Linked DNA regions of Arabidopsis thaliana: region 2 is linked to region 1. The links are chromatin contacts, called in public capture Hi-C maps. All regions are on one chromosome and are shown on one strand. The core of a region is the stretch at or near the end of the contact, and the rest is flanking DNA. Distances in the headings are between cores, read along the strand shown. Region 1 holds the start of AT1G30960 (GTP-binding family protein). Region 2 holds the start of AT1G31540 (Disease resistance protein (TIR-NBS-LRR class) family).

Region 1 (6,349 bases), core at 1,017-3,516:
AGGTTCTTGGTTTCTTTAGTTTGTCTCTGTCCTAGAACTTTTCTACTTTTGTTCTTCTATAAGACCACTATAACACCCGTAGTAAACATTTTTTGAAATAGATCGTTATCTAAGATATTGTTGCACTTAACCAACTATGACCCATAAGGTTCTTAGTTTCCCTAGCTTGTTCTCGTGATTTTTCAGGATAGAACTTTGTCCTAGAACCATTCTTTTGCTCCTCTTCAAGACCACAATAACACCTGTAGTAAACAGTTTTTTGAAATAGTTCATGATCTTAGATATTGTAATATGTATGGCTATTGACCATGATAAAATATTTCGTGTTAGCAGGTATTATCCGGGTCCTCCTATGCGTCATCCTGCTCCTGTATGGCAAATGCCACCTCCTCGTCCGCAACAATGGTATCCTCAAAATCCAGCTCTTTCTGTACCTCCAGCTGCCCATTTAGGGTATCGACCACAACCACTTTTTCCTGTTCAAAATATGGGGATGACTCCAACTCCAACCTCAGCTCCTGCCATACAACCATCACCAGTCACTGGAGTAACTCCTCCTGGAATTCCTACATCATCACCTGCAATGCCAGTTCCTCAACCTCTGTTCCCTGTTGTGAATAACAGCATTCCTTCTCAAGCTCCACCATTTTCTGCTCCTCTGCCTGTTGGTGGGGCTCAGCAACCATCTCATGCAGATGCTTTAGGATCAGCAGATGCTTATCCGCCTAACAATTCTATTCCAGGTTCAATCCCAAGTTCGTAGAATCATTGACTTACATTTGGTTTAGCTGTTTTGTATCAAATTGTAATATCTTTTTCATGTTTTGTTGCCGTAGGTGGGACTAATGCTCATTCTTATGCCTCTGGCCCAAACACTAGCGGTCCTTCAATTGGTCCACCTCCTGTAATTGCAAACAAAGCTCCTAGCAATCAGCCTAATGAGGTCTATCTTGTATGGGATGATGAAGCGATGTCTATGGTTAGTTTATTCCTAATTTCTTATGCATCATGTTGGAATGGTTACAATTGGAAAAGTTTCGAGTAATGAACCATTTGGTTTTCCAATCTGACGCAATGTGTCTGTATCTGCAGGAGGAAAGAAGAATGTCCTTACCAAAATACAAAGTGCACGATGAAACCAGCCAGGTAAGTTCTGATTTACCCTTTTTAAAGTTAAGAAGAGTTTGCTTTTGCAAGTCTAACCCATTCGGTAGGCTTTATTTATACATTTCTGTTCCAGATCCTATTGTTTCTGTGCTAAGAGGTACCACCGTATTATTCAGTTTATAATTTCTTCCCTTAGAATATGATAAGAAGGACTTAGGCAAGAAACTTGAGCATTTTGAATCAATGTTCGAAAGGTATCATTTGTAGCTTGCAATAGTAGGTAGTGAGAAACATAGCGTTTGTATCTGTTTGTTTTTCATTATATTTCCTGTCTATTGTATTGTATTAAAAATGTGGTGATTGGTTCCACAAGATCATACTCTACAGGTTTGGTTTCAAACCCAGGTCAGCTCTTTTTATATTCTTAACTCTGCAAAGTTTGGTACCTTTGCACAATCTCACTGCCTTGGGGAACCAAAACAATACGCACTTAACTCTTTCAAAATAAAGCATCCAACTTCTTAACTCAACACCAAGTTTGTTTCTTTTGGTTTGCAGATGAACTCGATAAATGCAGCGATAGACAGACGAATCTCAGAGAGTAGGCTTGCTGGGCGGATGGCGTTTTAGAATTTGGCACCAAACCAAACCAGCGTCAAAGAAAAGGCGATATGGATGAAGGCTTTGTTACAACAACAAGTCTTCACTCACTTTTGTTCAGATACTGAATTTATGATCTGATTTTAAGTTATTAACTTTCCATCTGTTGTATTCTTTAGCCAGGTGAGTTAGTTTACCATTACATTGTTTAGGGATCTCAGAGATGTTTTTTCTCAGAAGTTTAGTCCTTTTTTTTTTTGGTCGTTGGAGACTTGGAGGAAGAACTTTGTCTCCTTTTCTTCTGAATTGATCAAAGTATTATATTATACAGATTCACCCAAAATGTTTGCACCATGTTGTTCAATATTTTGCCAAAACAAAATTGACTAATATTCCTTCCATTAACTGTATATTCAAACTCCAATTGATACGATTAGTATGAATTTTTGTTGTATTGCTACTTTGCTAGTAGTAATTATATCGAATACAAAGTTAGGGACTACGTTGGATTTGTCAAAAAGTGAGGGGCCTATCTGTAATATTGAGTTACTTTGTCACCACTTCCCCAAAACATCAAAACCTCTAAAACCCTCGGAAGCCTCTTCTGTTACATTTCGTTCAAATCTGTACTTCTCCGAGATCGCTACTTCGCCATTGTTACAAAAATGAAAGCTTTTAGATCTCTACGTATACTAATTTCCATCTCACGAACGACGACGAAGACAACACCTCGTAATCCCCATCAAGCACAAAACTTTCTCCGCCGATTTTACTCAGCGCAGCCGAATCTAGACGAACCCACTTCCATCAATGAAGACGGATCAAGCAGCGACTCTGTTTTCGATAGTAGTCAATACCCAATCGACGATTCCAATGTAGATTCCGTGAAGAAGCCCAAGGAAGCAACTTGGGATAAAGGGTACAGAGAAAGAGTAAACAAAGCCTTCTTTGGAAACTTGACAGAGAAAGGTAAAGTGAAAGTTGCAGAAGAAGAGAGTTCTGAAGATGATGAGGATAGTGTTGATAGGTCAAGGATTCTCGCTAAGGCTCTCTTAGAGGCTGCGTTAGAGTCACCAGATGAAGAACTTGGTGAAGGTGAAGTTAGAGAAGAAGATCAGAAGTCGCTTAATGTCGGCATCATCGGTCCACCTAATGCAGGAAAATCTTCGCTGACTAATTTCATGGTTGGCTCATTTCCTTAATTTCACATTCCTGTGATTTGGTCTCTGAGAATCAATTGAGACATTGTGTATATGTTTATGTAGTGCTGCTATGACTCTTGATTAGTCCTAAAGTTGCAATTTTTGAAGTGATTGTGTATCTTTGTTTATTGCATCTTGATGAGAGTTATGCTTAGTGTTTCGTTATGTCCAAGTGTAGGTTGGAACAAAGGTTGCTGCTGCTTCACGGAAGACTAACACGACGACACATGAAGTGTTAGGAGTATTGACAAAAGGAGATACACAAGTCGTAAGTTTTCTCTTATATATCTGTTGCATATGTAAACTACTCGTTATGGTTAGTTGTGGAGATCAGCCATTCGTAGATTGAATTTTTGATATTTGTGAACCTTGCAGTGTTTCTTCGATACTCCGGGTCTGATGCTGAAGAAAAGCGGATATGGTTACAAAGACATCAAGGCTCGTGTGCAAAATGCTTGGACTTCTGTTGACCTGTTTGATGTCCTCATTGTTATGTTTGATGTCCATAGGCATCTCATGAGGTTAGTCGTTTACTAGTTTTTGTACTTTGTTAGCTTTACATAAGTTATCTCGGAACTGAGAGTAGTATGGTTATGAGCATCATCATCAAGTGGGGTATCTTAGGGTGGGATTATTATTTCTAGCTTCTCTGTTTCGATATCTTTCATATCTTGTTCATCTCTCCGAGATTATCCATAAGCTTGAGAACCGTAAACCGATGGGAAGACACATCTATTTCTTTCTTTTGAAGAAGGCATCATGACTGTGGTTTTTCATTAATTACAAGTAGAAATAGAGTTCTCTTAGACTTATTTTGTAGTTTGTGAATTCTGTTTTCTCTTTGATTTATCTAGTCCCGATTCAAGAGTGGTACGCTTGATCAAATACATGGGAGAAGAAGAAAATCCGAAACAAAAGCGCGTTTTATGTATGAACAAAGTTGATCTGGTTGAGAAGAAAAAGGATCTATTAAAGGTTGCTGAGGAGTTCCAAGATCTTCCGGCATATGAAAGGTGGATATATATATACCAGACTCAGTTTAAAAACAATTACCGGGGAAGTCTTCGAATTGATTGAAATGTGCTTTTTCCCTGTTTGGTTTTCTAGATACTTCATGATATCGGGACTTAAGGGATCAGGAGTGAAAGATCTTTCCCAATACTTAATGGATCAGGCTGTTAAAAAACCATGGGAAGAAGATGCATTCACGATGAGTGAAGAAGTCTTGAAGAACATTTCTCTTGAAGTTGTTAGGGAGAGATTACTAGACCATGTCCATCAGGTAATAATACAACCTCTACTAGTATAACATTTTGTATCAGTTTCCGTCTATTCCAAGATGACAAATTACAGGATTGATTGAAACAAATTGTAGGAAATACCATATGGTCTGGAGCACCGTCTAGTGGACTGGAAAGAGCTGCGTGACGGGTCTCTTAGAATTGAACAGCATCTCATCACTCCTAAACTTAGCCAACGCAAGATTCTTGTAGGCAAGGGCGGTTGCAAGATCGGGTAAGAGCATACAAGATCGTTCATAATTCATTCTTTTGACTAATCAATGACTCAAGGATGATCTTATGTTGATGCTAATTTTGCAGGAGGATAGGAATTGAGGCCAATGAAGAACTCAGGAGAATAATGAACCGCAAAGTTCATCTCATTCTCCAGGTTAAGCTCAAGTGAAACCATTCTCCCAAGGGTTATGTTTTTGAGTTTGATGGATTTAGGATTGGATTGTACGCAATTAGAAATCTGTCTGTATATGTTGTTGACATGTTGTCAAAGATTAGACATTTGACATTAGAAATATAAACTTACTACATACAGACAGTAATAAGATAAAAGAAACAGAATTTTGAGAAAACAACAAGCAGTCTTAACGTCAGAAGTGGAAACCACAAGTAGTCTCTTTATCTTAAAGTCTAAAAACTAACAGACTCCAGGAAATGGAAGTGTTAACTGATCAAGAAGACTAACCACCGGTGTAGTAAGCACCGGGTCATAAGCAAAACCCTGCAAGACCTCTCCGTCTGAACCGCCACCTGAGCTACCGCCACCACTGCCGGAGTAAGGACACGGTGGGACCCACAGCCAGCTTTTTCTCACTATATCAAACAGCAACTGCAACGAGGTTCCTCTTAACACAATCATTACAAACTCTTGATTTCCGACACACTCGAATCCTTTTCCACCTTCTTCTGCTGCAAACTGTGTGTAGAGCGGCTGAGGCATCCGTTCGATCTCGACCCATGTGGCGTTATCTTGTTGCAAACTCCAAAGTCGTAGGCTTTTGGGAACGTTCAACTTGCTTTTCTCAACAGCTGCTACAAGAATAAGCCTCCCTTTGCTCTCTAACAAGCTTGGAGATCTGAGAAATCTCCTCATCGGAGCTTGAATCTTGATCCACCGGTTTCCAGTAACTTCATAGGACAAAACGCTAAAAGGGCTATAGTTCATACAGTAAAACTTGCCTTGCACGTAAACCATCTTACCAGATTCCAAGCTACAAAGCCGTGGCAAAGAAGAAGTCATCGCCCAGAGGGAAAAGAATCCGCCGGCGTCGACATGGAAACTCTCCGATGAGAGGTTTTTCACAGCGTAAGGAGATATGAGATCATCTCCAGCGACAGTAACATCAATAGAGGTTGGTGTTACCGAGAGACCTATCGAAGGGAAAAGCCTTGGCCTTGATATTGGTGGCAACTGACTCACGGATCCGACAAGAGGGTTACACAAGAGAATGGTTTTAAGACCAGCTTCTTCGGAGACCCAACTCACTAACCCTCCTGATGATCCTGAAGGATAAAACCCTGAAGGGATATAAGCAAAAGAGAGACGGTACCATCGGATCTCATTAGGATCAAACAAAAAGCCTTCAGCTTTATTGGAATCATCATCGTTTGTTCCTCCTCTCTTGTAAATGTAACTCTTTAGGGTTTTGTGTTTGAAGAAGAGGAAACAGTTGTGTCGGAGAGGAAGTAGTTGTAGATATGTCTCGAGGAAGGTGTTGGAGAAAAGTAGACTGTAGAATCTCTTGCAGACGCAACGTGTCCGGAAAAACGCCGGAGGTGGAAGAAAAGCAATGACGCGGTCAAGAAGAGGAGGTGGTAGCTTGCTCCAAATCCGACCGTCCATCCATTGACCGGAGCTTGAGTCTGTGGTGGTGCTCGTTGTTGTGCTACTGTTGCTGCTACTGGTAAATGTGTAAGAGAAAGGTAAGGTTAAAGATGGGTTATTGATGAACACAGTTGAATCCATTTTAGCTGAAAAATGAAAAGATTTGGTGAAAGTGGATTTAGAGTTTATTTTCTTGTGTTGGGAATATGTGAAGGGCTTTTGAGGAGGGTTTTGGTGAAAGTTATGCAAAACCCATTGTAGGAAAAGAGGCAAAGATCATATGTAAAAGTTTTGAAGAAAGAGACAAAAGTGTTTGGTCT
Region 2 (5,867 bases), core at 2,020-4,519, 250 kb before region 1:
ACCACCCAACCGGTCGTTTCTCTGACGGTCGCCTCATCATTGACTTCATCGGTACTTCTCTTTATTTATGTGTAAATTGACTGTTTTGGCGCAGTTTTGTTAGGTTAAATTTACATAAAAGCATTCTAATTTTGTGTGTTCTGTTCACTGAATTCTTAGGTTTCTTATGTCAAATCTTTCTCTGTTTTTCTATTTTCTTGAACAGCAAGTTAACATTGTGAAACCTCAAGTGATGCTCCAATTTTGTTTTTCTTTGCAGCTGAATTTTTGGGGCTTCCTTATGTGCCTCCTTACTTCGGATCTACAAATGGAAACTTTGAGAAAGGAGTTAATTTTGCCGTAGCCTCAGCAACTGCATTGGAAAGTTCTTTTCTAGAAGAGAAAGGATACCATTGTCCTCACAACTTCAGTTTAGGAGTTCAGCTTAAGATCTTCAAGCAGAGCTTACCAAATCTATGTGGCTTACCATCAGGTAGTAATAGTGAAGATCAACTTTAGTAAAGTGATTATAATGTATTTGTTTTCAAGTGGTTTGAGCTAACTTGTATTTGTTCTTAGATTGTAGAGATATGATTGGAAATGCTTTGATTCTCATGGGAGAGATTGGAGCTAATGATTACAATTTCCCATTCTTCCAACTCAGACCATTGGACGAGGTCAAAGAGCTTGTTCCGTTGGTGATTAGTACTATTTCTTCTGCGATTACGGTAACCATTTTAATAAGATTCTTGATCTGCTAGTCACAATAACGAGTAAAAAACTATAACGTGTGTGTTTCTTTGGGACTGTGTTGAATCCAGGAGTTGATTGGTATGGGAGGAAGAACATTTCTGGTGCCCGGAGGGTTCCCTCTCGGATGCTCAGTAGCATTTTTGACATTACACCAAACATCAAACATGGAAGAATATGATCCTTTAACAGGATGTTTGAAATGGCTGAACAAGTTTGGAGAATACCACAGTGAGCAGCTTCAGGAAGAACTCAACAGACTCAGGAAGCTTAACCCTCACGTCAACATCATATATGCTGACTACTACAATGCTTCATTGCGCCTTGGCCGAGAACCAAGTAAATACGGTTAGCCTTCTTGATTTCTTCACAACCAAGTTAATGAGTCGGTACTAACCGAGTTTCTAAAATCAATGACATTGTCAGGATTCATAAACAGACACTTGTCAGCTTGTTGCGGTGTAGGAGGGCCGTACAACTTCAACTTAAGTAGAAGTTGTGGGAGTGTAGGAGTGGAAGCTTGTAGTGATCCTTCAAAGTATGTGGCCTGGGATGGCCTTCATATGACTGAGGCTGCACACAAATCGATGGCTGATGGATTAGTCAAAGGACCATATGCGATTCCTCCTTTCGATTGGTCATGTCTCAGCTCAATGATTAAGAAGAAGGAAGTCGTTGGAAACACAATATTCTTTGATGAATAGTTGACACAAGCTCAAGTTGATTTCATAATGTAAAATATCTGAATAAAAAGATCTAAGGATAAAAAAATTCTAATAACAACCAATTTATCAATTCAATGAATCTCCTACTTAGAATCCTAAAACCCAGTTGGAGGACTACTGACATTGCCACACATATAACAAAAGAGACGGTAAAACATGATTCAATTGATTAATAAAATAAAAAGTTTAGAAATCTTCTCCTATTTGATAAAAATGATGGATTCTTCTTCCAAAGGTGTTTACAATGAAGAAAAAATGTTGAGTGTTAAAAGTAGATTTCTAGAGATCTTTAATCTAAATGTATATATATTTTGGAAAATGGTCCGGTTACATGGATAGTATGTTAAGATTGTTAGACTATTGGTAATATGTAGATTTATTTATTTAAATACTTTCATTTGGGACAAAACTAAAATTAGAGGTTGTGGCTTCGGGTTTGGAAAATTACGAGTTATGGTCCAGCGTTCATTGAATTCAACGATCTTGCGAGAGATACTTCAGTATCCTTCCAGCTGGACACACGTTTTCAGGTAACCCAAAAATCTCATACACCAGTGGCTTATTTTAGTTTTACACCAATTGCGATAATGTAATGACTTAGCTTCTTCATAGTCAAATCTCTTGTTGTTTAGCATATGATTCGAACTTCTTTTGTAGAAAATATATAGACTGCAATAACGCAGCTTTTACTCTATTTTCAGTCTATTATATTGTTCAGCAAGTGGTTGATAGTATCAACGTGATACTTATTACTTAATAGAGTTCCAACATGAATACAGATTCAGAACCAAGACTAAGCAATGCATGATTTATTTTATTTTTGATTAAATAAATCTTAAAAATTAGCATCAAAATTAGATTATCTTTGTTCGTGTTGACAATATTTACATTTTAACACAAATAAGTCCTTGTTTAAAATCTTTCCAAATGTGTGTCTTATTAGTTCTAATAGGTAAAATGTGTAAAGAAACCCTCACCTTTTCCAAAAACATGTAAAAAACCGTCAACTATTTTTGTGGGTTTTTAAGCTCTCACCTTTTTTAAAATGGTAAAATAACACCTATGATTATTAAATTAATTTAAAATAAGACAAAATAAATATAAATAATAAAAATAATTTGGTTTAAGATTTATTTTCCTAAAATTTCAAAAGTTAGAACAAATTTGAACAAAAATAAAATTAAATATGCTAAGCTATAAACTAATTTTAGTTTACATAACGATTTGTATTGGCAATGAAACTTACTTTTTATATCGCAAAAAATCAACAACTAAATACTGGAAAAGAAATCGAACTCGAATTTGAAATAGATAAATACAAACTAAATTGTTTTATTTATGTTTCAAAATAATAGTTTATTTGATATTTATTTGGTTTGATAATATTAGATGTTATATTACCATTTTTTAAAAGGTGAGGGTTTAAATACCAAAATAAAAGTTGACGGTTTTTTACATGTTATTGGATAAAGGAGAGTTTTTTTTTACCCATTTTCCGTTCTAATGTAATGATCATTTTGCTATTTCTCACAGTAAACTCATGTTGCCCGTGAGAATACTTCTCCATAAAACCTCTCCTTTGCATAAAATGAGAAGCACATCTACTTGATTTGGAGTATGATGAACTATACATCTTTATTAAGAATATGTAAATGAATGAGATAGTAATGTAAAGACAAGAGGCTATGAAAGATGGTTGTGACCACTGAGTCAACAAAGAGGAAACTTCCGCCAAGTTGCATCAGAAAAGTCTAAGAAATAATTGTGAAAACTTGTGTGGCCGTGATTAAGTCAAGTTACCTCTAAGCTGTTATGTTAAATGTTTTATATCCACCAAGACAGACTCACTACTTCTCCTCTATTTCTCTTCTTAAAAGTCTTCGTTCCTTGTTTCCTCCTTCTAACTCTCTCTCTCTATGGCTTCGTCATCTTCTTCTCACAATTGGTTATATGATGTTTTCTTGAGCTTCAGAGGGGAAGACGTCCGCGTAACATTCCGTAGCCACTTTCTCAAAGAGCTTGATCGGAAACTAATCACTGCTTTCAGAGACAATGAGATCGAGAGAAGCCACTCTCTCTGGCCCGATCTTGAACAAGCCATCAAGGAATCCAGGATCGCTGTGGTCGTTTTCTCAAAAAACTACGCTTCATCGAGCTGGTGTCTTAACGAGTTGCTGGAGATTGTAAACTGCAATGATAAAATTGTCATACCAGTTTTCTACCATGTGGATCCTTCCCAAGTGAGGCATCAAATCGGCGACTTCGGAAAGATCTTTGAAAATACTTGCAAGAGACAAACAGATGAGGAAGTGAAAAATCAATGGAAGAAAGCGTTGACTCTTGTAGCGAATATGCTTGGATTTGACTCTGCCAAATGGTATGTTTTTTTTATTATTAGATACATCTTGAAATAAATTGTTGTTTCATATTTGTTAAATTATCTTTCATCTTATTAGGAACGACGAAGCAAAAATGATTGAAGAAATAGCCAATGATGTTTTGGGTAAACTGCTTTTAACTACACCCAAGGATTCTGAGGAACTTGTTGGCATCGAAGATCACATCGCTGAAATGAGTTTACTGCTGCAACTGGAATCTAAAGAAGTGAGAATGGTTGGTATATCGGGTTCCTCAGGGATTGGTAAGACTACCATTGCAAGAGCTCTGTTTAAACGACTTTCTCGACATTTCCAAGGTAGCACTTTCATCGACAGGGCTTTTGTATCTTATAGTCGGAATATTTATAGTGGCGCCAATCCGGACGACCCCAATATGAAGTTGCAGCTACAAGGACACTTCCTATCTGAAATTCTCGGGAAAAAAGACATAAAGATAGATGATCCAGCTGCATTGGAAGAGAGGCTAAAGCACCAAAAAGTTCTTATCATTATTGATGATTTGGATGATATAATGGTACTAGATACATTAGTGGGTCAAACTCAATGGTTTGGATATGGGAGCAGAATCATTGTGGTTACAAATGATAAGCACTTCTTGATTGCTCATGGAATTGATCATATTTATGAAGTAAGTTTCCCAACTGATGTGCATGCTTGTCAGATGTTATGTCAATCTGCATTCAAGCAAAACTATGCTCCTAAAGGTTTTGAGGATCTTGTAGTTGATGTAGTAAGACATGCGGGCAATTTTCCTTTGGGTCTTAATCTTTTGGGTAAATATTTGCGGAGGAGGGATATGGAATACTGGATGGATATGCTGCCAAGGCTTGAGAATAGTCTACGTATAGACGGTAAAATTGAAAAAATACTAAGAATCAGCTATGATGGGTTAGAGAGTGAAGATCAAGAGATATTTCGTCATATCGCATGTCTTTTCAATCATATGGAAGTCACAACCATCAAGTCCTTGCTGGCAGATAGTGATGTTAGTTTTGCACTAGAAAACCTAGCTGATAAGTCCCTCATTCATGTCAGACAAGGTTATGTGGTGATGCACCGTTCGCTACAAGAAATGGGTAGAAAAATTGTTCGCATTCAGTCCATTGACAAACCTGGAGAACGAGAATTTCTGGTGGATCCAAATGATATACATGATATACTCAATGCATGCACTGTAAGTTTAAAAAAAATATTTTTGATCCTTTCATAACTCAATATACGTATAAGGTTTAAGAGATGCCATCTGATAAACGATGAATTGTATGGGGTTGTCTATTTCTCATATATATCATATTTTTCAGGGTACTCAAAAGGTTTTAGGTATATCACTGGATATAAGGAATATTCGTGAGTTGGATGTACATGAGAGGGCCTTCAAAGGGATGTCTAATCTCCGTTTCTTAGAAATTAAGAACTTTGGTTTGAAAGAAGACGGTTTGCATTTACCTCCAAGTTTCGACTATTTGCCCCGTACACTCAAACTATTGTGCTGGTCCAAATTTCCAATGAGGTGTATGCCTTTTGGTTTTCGTCCTGAAAACCTTGTCAAGCTCGAAATGCAGTACAGCAAGCTACATAAGCTATGGGAAGGAGTTGCGGTAAGTTTTGAGAATAATTTCTTATGTTGTTATTTTGTTTTTTTATGACAATAGTGCCACATGATGTGTAATTTCTTTTGAGCTCTATGTTTGATTTTTGTTGGATACAGCCACTTACATGTCTAAAGGAAATGGATCTGCACGGATCATCAAACCTGAAAGTAATTCCAGATCTTTCTGAAGCTACTAATCTCGAGATACTTAATCTTAAGTTTTGCGAGAGTTTGGTCGAGCTCCCGTCCTCTATACGAAATCTCAATAAACTGTTGAACTTGGACATGCTAAACTGCAAAAGTCTGAAAATTCTTCCTACCGGATTCAACCTCAAATCTCTTGACCGCCTCAATCTCTATCATTGCTCAAAGTTGAAGACTTTTCCCAAATTCTCAACCAACATCTCAGTTCTCAATCTAAAT

The links. Capture Hi-C pulls out chosen DNA fragments and counts their contacts.
Region 2: a contact with region 1 is called in a capture Hi-C map of root, with 2.8 times the contacts expected there. A contact is called at or near these places in 3 of 26 Hi-C or Micro-C datasets (cotyledon and root) and 1 of 3 other capture datasets (root).

What each region holds. Positions count from the first base shown.
Region 1 is chr1:11,036,001-11,042,349 of TAIR10.1, reverse strand. AT1G30960 (GTP-binding family protein) reads left to right here and starts at 2,266. Exons shown (of 7, transcript NM_102835.5): 1 at 2,266-2,891; 2 at 3,088-3,177; 3 at 3,285-3,430; 4 at 3,764-3,922; 5 at 4,017-4,191; 6 at 4,285-4,424; 7 at 4,511-4,798. The coding sequence starts at 2,373. The coding sequence ends at 4,595. SUF4 (zinc finger (C2H2 type) family protein) reads left to right here. Exons shown (of 7, transcript NM_102836.3): 4 at 334-743; 5 at 837-979; 6 at 1,093-1,146; 7 at 1,666-2,100. The coding sequence ends at 1,737. AT1G06397 (a small nucleolar RNA gene) reads left to right here and starts at 1,629; the gene lies at 1,629-1,774. It overlaps UFO (F-box family protein), which reads right to left. Exons shown (of 1, transcript NM_102834.2): 1 at 4,842-6,349. The coding sequence starts at 6,170. The coding sequence ends at 4,842.
Region 2 is chr1:11,291,201-11,297,067 of TAIR10.1, reverse strand. AT1G31540 (Disease resistance protein (TIR-NBS-LRR class) family) reads left to right here and starts at 3,269. Exons shown (of 7, transcript NM_001123924.2): 1 at 3,269-3,831; 2 at 3,911-5,027; 3 at 5,155-5,451; 4 at 5,562-5,867. The coding sequence starts at 3,371. It overlaps AT1G31550 (GDSL-like Lipase/Acylhydrolase superfamily protein), which reads left to right. Exons shown (of 5, transcript NM_102894.4): 1 at 1-51; 2 at 260-472; 3 at 559-707; 4 at 801-1,068; 5 at 1,156-1,622. The coding sequence ends at 1,433.